Linked DNA regions of Mus musculus: all the other regions are linked to region 1. The links are chromatin contacts, called in public HiChIP or PLAC-seq and promoter capture Hi-C maps. All regions are on one chromosome and are shown on one strand. The core of a region is the stretch at or near the end of the contact, and the rest is flanking DNA. Distances in the headings are between cores, read along the strand shown. Region 1 holds the start of Rab21 (RAB21, member RAS oncogene family). Region 2 holds the start of 1700030O20Rik (RIKEN cDNA 1700030O20 gene). Region 3 holds the start of Cnot2 (CCR4-NOT transcription complex, subunit 2). Region 4 holds the start of Kcnmb4 (potassium large conductance calcium-activated channel, subfamily M, beta member 4).

Region 1 (2,773 bases), core at 125-2,624:
TTTTCTAATTATAATTTTGTAAAAGGACCCGATAACATTCTGTACCAGGTTAAAGACTGTTTTTGAATTGATACCTTGCAAGTTACATCACAAATTCTTTTCCTATTTGCATTATTATTGTAAATATTATCATTATTATTATTACTGAAATGGTGTCTTGCTATGTAGCTCCAATTAGCTTAGAGCTCACAATTCAAAAGAGGCTGGCCTTGAACTTAAAGGTAATGTCTCTGATTTCTTGTCTGACTTCTTGTCACACGTCAATGTCGGATGCTCCTTTCTACTTCACGGCTCTCCTTTTTGCCGAAGATACTCCTAACAAAAGGCAGCTTTCTCCAGGAAGCTCTTCTAGGACGCTAACTCAGCTAGCTTCCCATGTATCTTTGTAAAACATTCTGAATTGCTTCTCCTTAAAAAGCATGCAGTGTGTAAATTGCGCATGCGTTGTTTCCTTGGTTAAAAATGTAAGCTCTCTGAGGACAGAGACATTGTATCTAATGCGACACAGAGAATGGCAAGCATTGGCTACATTCACGCCCTCGTTGAATGAACGAATGAGCTGCCTTTAAGTTGAAGTGTAAAATTAGTCTGATGAGATGAAAGTTTATTTTAAGTGACACCAAACTACAAAATTTCAGAAATACCAGGTTGCTTTCTTGGAAAGTGTATTTCATGAAATAAAATGGAAACACAGGAAGAAAAAATAAGCAATCGTCCAATAAACCAGACCCATCAAAGTGGACTCAGCATAGACAGAAATCCTGGGGAACCAGGAGTGATGACTGATGATGGGACCGCATTTATTCTTAGCCTGGGCTTTTAGGGCTGGAAACGGAGAGAAGTTAAGTCTTCTGCAATCCTTGCTCTTAAACCTACAACCGAATCGGAATTCCACCGAGTGTGGCAAGCAGCGATAAAGAAGGCGCACCATTGTTAGGAAATATCTCGGTGAGGAAGTGAGTAAGAGGGATGGAAGGATGTGGGAAGGTCTGGGTGGTCAGGGAAGCCTTTCCGGTTTAAGCTGAGACCTGGACGATGACTCGAGGACCTGGCCGTGTGGACGAACTGTAAAGTTCATGAGCCCGGATTTGTGCGCCCAGAGAAAGAGACTCAAGGGCACCTTGGCCGGACTTTGCGTGTGATGACCCCTGGTGTGATGGCTATCCGCTTTGGGACCATTCCTCGGGCCGGGCGATCATGTCCTGTATTCTATTCCATCAGAGTGGGGTCAGATCGCAAAGATCAGCTCCTTCCCACCGCAGGATTCCCGGGATGCTGAGCCGGTTCGTGCGGACGCGGAAACAGGCCCAGGCTCGCCCGCCGCCGACTCCGCCCACCGCGGTCACGTGACGAGGGGTGTGACGTAGGAGGAAGGAGACGCCATTAGAGGGAGGAGAGGCAGCTCTCCCCTAGCCTCGGGTCCCTGACGTGGTGGCCGGGGCCCTTCATTCTGGGACTTTCTCTCGGCCCTCGCAGGCCTCGCCCGCGGAAGGACGCGGCGAGCACCGGGCTCGGCGGGGCGTGAAAGAGCCGGGCCCGGGAGGAGCGGGCGCCCCGGCGGCGGCGGTGCGGGGTTCGGCGCGGCGCTGGGCTCGGGCGGCGGGGTAGCGGCGGCGGGATGGCTGCGGCCGGCGGCGGGGCGGCGGCGGCGGCGGGCCGAGCCTACTCCTTCAAGGTGGTGCTGCTCGGGGAAGGCTGCGTGGGGAAGACGTCGCTGGTGCTGCGCTACTGCGAGAACAAGTTCAACGACAAGCACATCACCACCCTGCAGGTGCAGACCCCGGGGAGCCGGGCTGGGGACCCGCGCCCGCTCCTCTGCCTCTGGCCTGTCAAACCCCCTTCCCTGCCTTCCCATTGCCTTTTGCAATCGCTTTGGGGACCCGCGGGCCTCAGCACACGGTAGATGTCAAGACCCACAGTGGGGAGGGAGAGGACCCGGAAAAGTCCCCAGTTGCCGGTGGAGGCTGCGCAGGTCGGGGAGTCCCCCGGTCTGCGTGCTGGTTTTCCCCTCTGATGGGCTTCGGCTGGGGACACCAGGTGTTTTCACTCTGTGGTCTCCGAGACCATCAGCCCTTCTTCTTTCTTCGCCAAGTAGGAACTCGGATACGGATTAGAATTTGCGAACGAGGTGGTTTGTAACTTCCAGAGCGTACTGATGACTAAGTGTTTATGCAAGTTCCATTTTGTCCTGCTTTCAAAGTAAATGGAGTGGTAAAACACCCGTCGTTGGAGGGTTTTTTTGTTTTTGTTTTAAACGACTGTTTGCTGCTTGTCGGTTACCCCGTTTCTTTGCAGCCTTCTTGTGTCCGGACGTGTGGCTTCCTTATTCTTTGGGGTTTGATCTTATCCGCGTTGAAACATCGTGTTGCGTAGTGGCCAGCAATCGGTCTTCAAACTAAAAAAAAAAAATCTAGGCACTGCTGCTACACGTTTTCTTTACTGTCAGGCCATAAAACGCTGGCTTTCTTCTACAGTTCCATTGGAAGTGTGGAAGTGTTACAATGTAATTGAAAGTGAAACCAGGCCATTGAAGGATCTGCGATCTCCCTGGTCTCCTTAAAAAAAAAAATCAGTTTGCATGTGTTCGAAGGAATTTATCTATTAACATGTCTTGATCAGACTGTCCAGAGGCTAAAAAAGCTAGTGATCTTGAGTTTGGGCGTCTGGATCCATATCCTACCCCCATTTATTTCCATAGCCCCGTGATCTTAGGTAAATTGCTTAACCGTGCATCCCTGGGTTTCTACTGCTACTGTACTCATAATGATTATAT
Region 2 (2,773 bases), core at 118-2,617, 1.4 Mb before region 1:
GGCAGAGGGGAACCTTTGCTGTGCCTTTCTTTCACTGTCCTGTGGGCACCTTTGAGTCAGGCCCACTTGAGAAGGCAGCTGTTCCAATCAGGGTGTGGATCTTTCCACAAACACTTGTCATCTCCCGATTGCTTGGAGACAGAGGCAGAATGAGATGAAACAGGGAGGGGGAAGGGCACGTGGACGGGAGACTGAAAAAGCTGTTAAATGGAGAGAGGACACTAAGGGAACGAATTTTCTTTAGCTGTGTTCACAGGAGTTTCTCACGTGATACATTCGTGTCTCCCCCCCACTCTCTCTGTAGCACTGGGCTAGTTATGTGCACTGTGGCACTTCACACCCGAAAAGCCTTTTGTGTAGGTATTGTAATCTCTGTCTTTCATAGATCCAGAAAGCCATCTGTTTATTAAATTCTAATTCACACACTCCTCCAGAGAAGTTCCCCCCTACCTTGCCCCCCCCTTCTCTCTCTCTCTCTCTCTCTCTCGAATGGAACCATGGAATCCAGGGACTTAGATGTGTGAGCCAAGCTCTCTACCACAGAGAGATATTCCTATTCTTTTCACCTTTTGATTTTACAGATTTTTGGGCTTATTTTGAGACAATGTTGCTAGGTCACCTAGGCTGACCCCGAAACTCACTCTGTAGCCCAGGCAGATCTGGCACTTTCAATCCCCCTGCCTCAGCCTTCCAAGTAGCTAAGATTACAAGTCCCCACATCTGATGGAGAGCTGGCTCAGCGGTTAAGATCACTGTCTGCTCTTCCAGAGGTTCTTAGTTCAATTCCCAGCAACCAAGTGGTGGCTCACAACCATCTGTAATGGGATCTGATGCCCTCTTCTGCTCTTCTGATATGCAGGTCTACATTCAGTTAAAGCACTCATTAAAAAAAAAATTAAAGGAAAAAAAAAACGTACAATCAAGACTATCAGGCCTGGCTTGGGGTGGGAGTGGGGTGGGGTGTCCCCCTTTCTAAGAATACATAGAATTATACTCTATTTGAGACCAAGCTGCGAGGCTTCTCCTTAGGATGCAAATTTTGGGAGAGGGATGGTCTAGTTTTGGCTCCAGAGCAGACAGGTTCATCCCACCTTCGGGCAGCTGGAGCTGCTGAGCAGAAAGACAGACAATCTGGTCTAAAGAGTCCTTCACAGTGTGTGTGGGAGCTCGCCATTACAAGCAAAGAGAAGGCAAAACAAGGAGCAGAAGGCACAACTGGGTCTGAGATATAGACAGCTGTTGGACCAGGCTGCAGACATCCTGTGTACACAGACCTGGACCTCTACAGCGCAGGCGCGGAGCCAACCGCCTCATCCCACCACCCCCCCCCCCCCCGCACCCCCCTATCCCCACCCCCCACCCCCGCCTCCTAGCTTGGTCTACCTAACTCTTCAAGTCCTGCTCTGGCAATTCCTTCCCGTTCCTCCTCCCTCTCCAGTTTCTGTCACAGAGCCAGCCTGAAAACAGGTATGAGGTGGTGGGTCAGGTTCCATGAAGGAGTTGTATTTATTAGGCCACCCGCAGGGTAAGGGACAGCCTGAAGAGGGAAGCCCAGCTAAAGCAGGTTCCCACAGGAGTAAGGCGCAGGCTCACCTTGAACAACACACTACCTTCAAGGCCAATTAGATGGGAGGGGGTCTCCTGTAGCACCAACCTCCCGTGGAAAAGGCTTCCCTTTCCCTATGGAGGCCACGGGTTCATTCTGAGGGCTCCACTAGTCAGTGTGAAAGACAGAAAGGATCTTTATGAACTACAAACAGAAACGTGCATCACCGGGCTTAAGTCAAAAAAAGAAAAAGAGAGAATCTAGACATTTCTTACAGAGAACACAATTACAACATCTCTTTCTGATGATGAAAGTATCGCTTTGTTCAGTTTGAAAATAACTAAAATAAATAAATATACAATACTCTTATAATTCTTATTCTGGGCAAACAACATCTTTGGGTAACTTCCTTTTCCCCTTAAACTGAAGGAAGCAGCAGTGTGATTGGCCGCTGAACCGTCTGCTAGTCTTACTACTTTGTGTCTAACATCTCTTCTTTCAAGCTGAAGTTGTTTCCTGATTTTTCTTCTCCCACCTACAGCAGCCACAGGTCGCTTTTCCCTCCCAACGGGTCCGGCTGGCTGTGTGTTCTCATCTGTTAGCTAGAAGGGGCGCGTTTGTCTTTCTAATACTCTCTCAGATCTTTTGGGGTGTGCGGAGTTTGTGCGCTTGGAGTTTTTGGCCCTTCTTGCCCTCAGCCTTCATTCCTAAGCTGCCGGCACTTTTCTGCAGCCTACAGTCCCCGTGTGAAGCTAGCCTTGAACTTATTCTCTTGGGTTGCCAGCCTATCATTTCCGCAAAGCTCACGGCAGGAGAATGCCCAGTACTTTCAGTATCTTTCACTGGAGGTGTAATCTGAACGAGCTGACTGAGAGCAGCCCTTGTTCAAGTGAGTGTTGGCATCCTCTTCTCCCCCGGCGCCCCACTCCCAAACCCCAGCAAGTCAGGCTTCACAAGGAGACGCAACAAGGACTGTGGAAAAATGGAGAGAGAAACTGAGCTGCAATCCCACAGTCCCAAACAGTTCATGAAGTGCGCGCTTGGAGAGAGAGAGCCACAAGGCCCCTGGGAGCCTTTGTTTTTCCGAAAGCAGGAAGGTGTCGGAATTCTAACTGAAAAGTCTAGCTGAGCTGGATGGGGGAGGGTAAACTGACTCACTGGAAGCCCTTGGTGGCAGAGGAGGAACAGAAGAAATAGAAAATGTCTGTGGATCTTGAAAGATGACAA
Region 3 (2,773 bases), core at 200-2,699, 1.3 Mb before region 1:
AAACGGTGAAAAGGAGTATTTAATGAAATGAACAACCTAGCAAAATAAACCTTTTTTTTCTACTGGCTACACCAGTTCCTGTCCGCATTTAAACAAATTTGCATATCTGCTGATACTGCATATCTGCTATGTCAAATTACTTTCAAAACCATGACAAAGGTACTTTTAATTTCACCGTAGGCTATTGTATCCTATTTCTTGCCTTTAGCTTTCTATGATAAAAATATATATCGCTTCCGTTTATCACAGAATCTATATCTAACTATATAGACTGGCGGGCTGGAAGGAGGTAATTTATTAAACTACAGCAGAAACTTTATTTACTTCAAATGAGTAGTAATCCGCATTAGTAAGCTCTACCACTCAAACATGAACAGCGATACGTTATGAAACTCGCAACTTCAAAGCACAAAGAGGCTTTTTAGCAAGTTAAGTAACCGTAAAACACGAAGTTTGTGGATGTTCAAAGGTGTAAACTAAGAGTATTACAGCAATAAAAAGTAATTTCACTTTCAGGGACAGTCCGGCTTTGGAGAGCAAAACACTTTAGTTCCCAACCACAGCCACCGTATTTTCAAAAGGTCTAGTGGATGAGCCAGCTGGTCACTAAGGTTTACCAAGGGCGCGCCGGGCGGGAACTAAATAAAGTGCCACAAACACCGTTCGGTTAGATTAAGTACTCCCGGCAGTGCTTTAAAAACACGCTTCCCCCTTACTTCCTCTCACCAGGTTTAGACCGGGGGGGGGGGGGGCAGGTAAAAAAAAGGGGAGCATGAAAAGGAAGAGGGGGCGGCGATCAAACGCCTAGGTTCCAGCGGAGGGGAACTCACTGCTCGGGAGGTGCGGGCGGCGTGCGGCGGGTGTCTGGGGGAGCGCACCCAGGTAGCGCAGGCAGCGGGGCGGTGGGAGGACCGAAGCACCGCAGGCACCGCACCGCACCGCGCCGCGCAGCAGGCTGGGGACAGCCCGGGGACAGCCCGCAGGAGGTGCTCGGGGGCGGGGTGTCCGAGGAAAACACAAACACAAACACGCTGCGCGTCCCCCGGTGGGCGGACCCACGCCACCCTCGGCTTCTCCCCGCCCCCGAGGCCGCGCTCGCCCGCTCGCTCGGACCCCAGGCCGCAGCTCCAGGCGTGGCCGCAGCAGCTCCCGGCGTGGCGGCGGTCTGGCTTCGGGAGCCCGGAGAGGCCGCCCAGGCCCCACTCTCCTCGGTCACCGCCACAAGACAGCGCCGCACCTTCCGCGGGAGGCGGCGGAAGCCCGGGAAGGCTCCAGGCGAGCGTTGTGCTTCTCACGGTCGACTGGCGTACGGGCGGCGTTCCGTCCATTCGGCGAGCCTCGCTCGCTCGCCGGCTTCTGCTGCTGCAGCCGCCGTCGCCGCCGCCTTCGAGCGGAGTCGGAGCGACGGGGGTCACGGCGGGGGTCAGAGGGTAAAGGTCTTGCTCCCAGCAGCCTCCGCGGTGGATACGTCGCCATCTTGGATCCGCGGGACAAGAAAATTCATGCGGTGAGTTTTTGGCCAATTTTCGGAAGTCTGGCGGCGGGGCACGCGGCGGGGGAGGCGGATTGGGGGCCCCCTCAAGGCGGGGGAATGCCTCGGGGCTGGTCCGGTCGCGCCCGGGGTCCGCGGGTAGCGTCCCGGCCCGCCGCTTCCCGTTGCTTTTGTCTCGGCTCCAATCGAGAGAGGGAAGAGCGGAGCGGGCGGGCGGGCGGGCGGGGAGGGGGTGGCGGCGCTGGAGGAGGGAGGGGGTGTGTGGCGGGGTGGACGGGACGTAAAGCGTCGCCGTGCTCGGGCCGCCACCGCCGCCACCACCGCAGCTACCGCAGCCGCAGCCGCTCCGGAGCTTAGGCCCGGGCCCCCGCTGCCCGCCGCGGGGCTTCCCCGGCTCCCGCCGGCGCGGAGCAGCCGCTGCCGCCGTGCTGCTTCCTGGGCTAGGAGAGAAGGCAGCGGCGGCGGTGGCGGCGGCAGCAGCATCCAGGAGCCCCGGCCACTGGACACGGCTCCTGCCTGCCACGTTCCCAGCAGCTGCTGGTCCTTGAAGCTTTACGTTTCTGGCCATACACGCGCATCCTCCGCCACTTGTGTGGTTTTCTTTTCTTTCTTTCTTTTTTTTTTTTTATTTGTTTGTTTGTGTAAGATGGGGACATCGCACTGGCTAACGGGCCTCGGGAGCCTCCAGGCCCTGAGCTATACCGAAGGGGCCTTTCTTGCAAGGTGGAAAGGCGAGAGAGAAACTCAGATGCTGCTTCTGCCCCCGTGCCTGGAGTGGGAAGCCTCTCTAGTGGTGTAGCCTCTTGAGTTCCGATGGTCCTGGGGCGGCGGAGGAGGAACCCGAGCCACTCTTGTGAAGTTGCAAGCCCTGGTTTCTACTTCCGCCGGGCCCCCTCTACCTTTTGCCGTTTTGTTTTAGGTCTTCACTTCAAAGTTTCATAGAAGAAATAAGTTGGGTTAAAAGAAACCCGGTAGTTCTTAATTGAGGTACTGTTTGCTTAGGAGAAAAGCTTATAATTCTTGTTATCTGTAGGCCCTTCGGGAAATCTAATTGTAATTTTATTTTTGTAAAATTATTTCTAAGGTTTTGTTATTTGCATTTACGTTAGATCCAATCAGTACGCTTTTACCTCCAAAAGAAAATAAAAATAAATAAATCTTACACATAGGTACTTTCTTGGAAATCCTAGGGGGACATCTCCACTTTTCAACATCTGGGAAGACAAGTGTTAAGAGTGTTTTGCTTCATTTTCATTAAATCCTTAGTCAAAGATTTCTCTT
Region 4 (2,773 bases), core at 74-2,573, 1.2 Mb before region 1:
GAAGTCTGGTAGAGTGGGCTTAACATTTCCATGACTTGGCAACTGTTATTCATCAGGAGCCTGAGTTCATTCATCTAGGACTTGAAAGACAAGAAAAGGAGGGTTAAAACAACAACAACAACTTTATTCTTCCAAACGCAGCTCTAAACAGTTCTCAAGTTTGGTTTTATGATCTTTAAAAAAATGTAGGTAAAAAGCAAATTTAAACTTACAAAGGAAAAGTCAGGAGAATAGAGGCTGAATAAAGGTGTACATCGATAGGGTGGAGTTCCAAAGTGTCTGCAAGCCGCGGTCGCCTTGCACAGAGCTCCAGAAAAAGCTCACCTGCAAATCTCAGGGCCAGCTAAGGGTGGCAATATTCCTAAAGAGGCCAACAGAGTCTGCTCTCACCAGCCCGAGGCCAGGCTTTGCCACCTGTTTGCGTCCACCCCCTAGGGGTCGTTCCCGCTGTCTGGCACCTATTTTTCCAGGAAAGTCCACCGACGCTCAAGGCTCCAATCGTGTTAGCCTGCACGGTCCCGGTGGCGGCGTGGGATCCGCGGGGACCTCCGGCTCCCGGCCGCTCGCCTGTGGGCATCCCCCCGCGTCCGCGCCGGTGCCCTCTGTCGCTCGCCGCCACCGGAGCTCCCTTTGCCGGTGCGCCTGCTGCCCCGCAGCTCCCCGGATCGGAGTTTGAAGATTCCCGCTTCGCACGCTCACGCCATCCTCCCCCACTTAAAAAAATTTTTTTTTTCTCTCTTTTAACTTTCTCCCCAGCCACGCTCCCTCGGTGCTAAGCGTTCGCCTCGACCGTCTCCGCCATCTCTCCAGGTTGCATCTGGCGAGGATTCCGAGAGCAGCTCGCGGCGGCCCGGGTGCTCGCCCACGGGAGCTGCGGGGCGCGGCGCGGGGCGGGGCGGGGCGGCGGCGCCCAGGGCGGGGAGGAGCAGCCTCGCTCAACGCGGAGCCAGGGCTCAGCAGCCCAGTCGCTCCCAGCGTCGGGGCGCCGGGCGCTCGGCCGCGGCGATGGCAGGCGGGCGGCGCGCGCGGGGAGGCGGGCGCGGGGCGCGGAGCGCGCGGGGGCGGGGGCGGGCTCGGGGAGCCCCGGGGTGCCGGACGCTGTGAGGCGGCGGTGGCACCCGGGAGCCCGGCCTCGGGCAGCGCCGTCGCCGCCGCCGGGGGCGTCGCCGGCCTCGGCCCCTTTGTTCTCGCGCGCGCCCCCTCGCCGCCCACTCCCCTGCTGTCGCGCGGCGGCGGCGGCGGCTCCTCCCGCCCGAGGCGGTTGAGCTCGGCGCCGGGGGCGGGAGGGGGCGGGGAGCGCGCCAGCCGTGGAGAGTGGGGGGCGATGGCGAAGCTCAGGGTGTCTTACGAGTACACGGAAGCCGAAGACAAGAGCATCCGGCTCGGCTTGTTCCTCATCGTCTCCGGCATCCTGTCGCTCTTCATCTTCGGCTTCTGCTGGCTCAGTCCCGCCTTGCAGGATCTGCAAGCCACGGCGGCCAACTGCACCGTGCTGTCGGTGCAGCAGATCGGCGAGGTGTTCGAGTGCACCTTCACCTGTGGCACCGACTGCAGGGGCACCTCGCAGTATCCCTGCGTCCAGGTGTACGTGAACAACTCCGAGTCCAACTCCAGGGCGCTGCTACACAGCGACCAGCACCAGCTCCTGACCAACCCCAAGGTAAGCGCGCGGGAGCTCCCGCCTAACAGTGCAGGTTCGGGGCCAACGTCCCGGTTAGACCCCAGGGGAAGAATCGAGTGCACTGTCCTCGCTCGGAGTTGATGCGAGGGAGGCATGAGGTGCATGCACGCATCCCTGGAGCCCAGGGCTCCAGACCTCGGGGTGTGTTTGCCTACTGGGCGGTGGTACGCGAGCCTCTCTGCAAACAGATCTTTTCTGTTCTTAGATTTTTTTGAGCTCCGGACCACCCCAGGTCCAGCGCCTGCGGGAAGGGGTTGCCTAAACTCAAGGAGCAAAGAAAGTTAACTTTTCCTTCCAATGTAGCCATGGGATAGCCCAGGACCCAGGTACTCCAGTATATGGCCTGAGCTTCTATGGGGCTCAAGAACTCCCTTCTTTGAGAGGTTAAAGGGGTCTCTTCGCTTCTGGAAAGTATCTTAAGTGACTTTTGAATTTTAGTTCTAAACTGAAGTTTTTAACTTGAGGTCTACAGATAGACTTGGGATGGTGAGGGTGGGGTCAACAGCCATCAGGAGGAATCCAAGAAGAGATTCTGATGAGGTCGGGTTGGTTTGCTTGGTGCTGGTGGTGGAGGCTGAAGGGTCCTAACCACTCTGAGTGTTTGGGCACAATGAGAAGCTGTAACTAAGGAGTAAGTAGGAGAACAACTTACCGAAAATAGAAAGCCCTTGATGACATATACCAAGCAGCGGTTTCCTGACAACTTCTTTTGTTGTTACAGGGGAGGAAAAAAAAAAAAAAAGAGGGAAAAAAATAGATAAAACCTGGTTAGGACTTTCTAGCCTCTGGAGAGCAGAGAGGGAGACTCAGAAAACTTCCCCGGGGTAGGAAAGCACTTATAAAAAGCTGTGTCCCCAGTCCGTGAACTAATTGAGCCTTGCAGTGTGCCTGCTTCTGCAGGAGGGTTCTTTGATGCCTGTGTTCCTTTCTGCTGCCAGCTGAAGGTGTGTATATATATTCAAGTTACTGAGTCCTTGTACTTCCTGGGGGCTGTGCTGGAAGACAAGCAGAAATCATTCCAAAGAAAATGAGTCCTGTGCGTGCAGGAACATGTTCTCTTAAATGTGACCAGATAGATTAATCGGAATTCAT

What was found. Promoter capture Hi-C pulls out the DNA fragments that hold promoters and counts their contacts. HiChIP or PLAC-seq counts read pairs in DNA pulled down with a chosen protein or histone mark.
Region 2: a promoter capture Hi-C map of embryonic stem cells shows a contact between it and region 1, with 4 times the contacts expected there. The contact joins the promoter of 1700030O20Rik here to the promoter of Rab21 in region 1. A contact is called at or near these places in 3 of 39 promoter capture datasets (embryonic stem cells, liver and pre-B cells).
Region 3: a contact with region 1 is called in an HNF4G HiChIP or PLAC-seq map of pancreatic cancer cells. The contact joins the promoter of Cnot2 here to the promoter of Rab21 in region 1. A contact is called at or near these places in 6 of 39 promoter capture datasets (the 3T3-L1 cell line, the C10 cell line, erythroid cells and 2 more), 2 of 484 Hi-C or Micro-C datasets (both in the G1E-ER4 cell line), 2 of 115 datasets of contacts at active chromatin or transcription factors (pancreatic cancer cells and pro-B cells) and 1 of 9 other capture datasets (liver).
Region 4: a contact with region 1 is called in a promoter capture Hi-C map of embryonic stem cells, with 4 times the contacts expected there. The contact joins the promoter of Kcnmb4 here to the promoter of Rab21 in region 1. A contact is called at or near these places in 6 of 39 promoter capture datasets (the C10 cell line, embryonic stem cells, hippocampal neurons and 3 more) and 1 of 115 datasets of contacts at active chromatin or transcription factors (large pre-B cells).

The regions. Positions count from the first base shown.
Region 1 is chr10:115,314,192-115,316,964 of GRCm38.p6, reverse strand. It overlaps Rab21 (RAB21, member RAS oncogene family), which reads left to right and starts at 1,374. Exons shown (of 7, transcript NM_024454.1): 1 at 1,374-1,771. The coding sequence starts at 1,619.
Region 2 is chr10:116,727,771-116,730,543 of GRCm38.p6, reverse strand. It overlaps 1700030O20Rik (RIKEN cDNA 1700030O20 gene), which reads left to right and starts at 1,367. Exons shown (of 3, transcript NR_045345.1): 1 at 1,367-1,467. It overlaps 4930579P08Rik (RIKEN cDNA 4930579P08 gene), which reads right to left and starts at 1,291. Exons shown (of 3, transcript NR_131036.1): 1 at 1,092-1,291.
Region 3 is chr10:116,580,187-116,582,959 of GRCm38.p6, reverse strand. It overlaps Cnot2 (CCR4-NOT transcription complex, subunit 2), which reads left to right and starts at 1,449. Exons shown (of 16, transcript NM_001037846.3): 1 at 1,449-1,507.
Region 4 is chr10:116,472,073-116,474,845 of GRCm38.p6, reverse strand. Kcnmb4 (potassium large conductance calcium-activated channel, subfamily M, beta member 4) reads left to right here and starts at 1,323. Exons shown (of 3, transcript NM_021452.1): 1 at 1,323-1,660. The coding sequence starts at 1,325. Kcnmb4os2 (potassium large conductance calcium-activated channel, subfamily M, beta member 4, opposite strand 2) reads right to left here and starts at 1,683. Exons shown (of 3, transcript NR_130644.1): 1 at 459-1,683; 2 at 213-361; 3 at 1-80.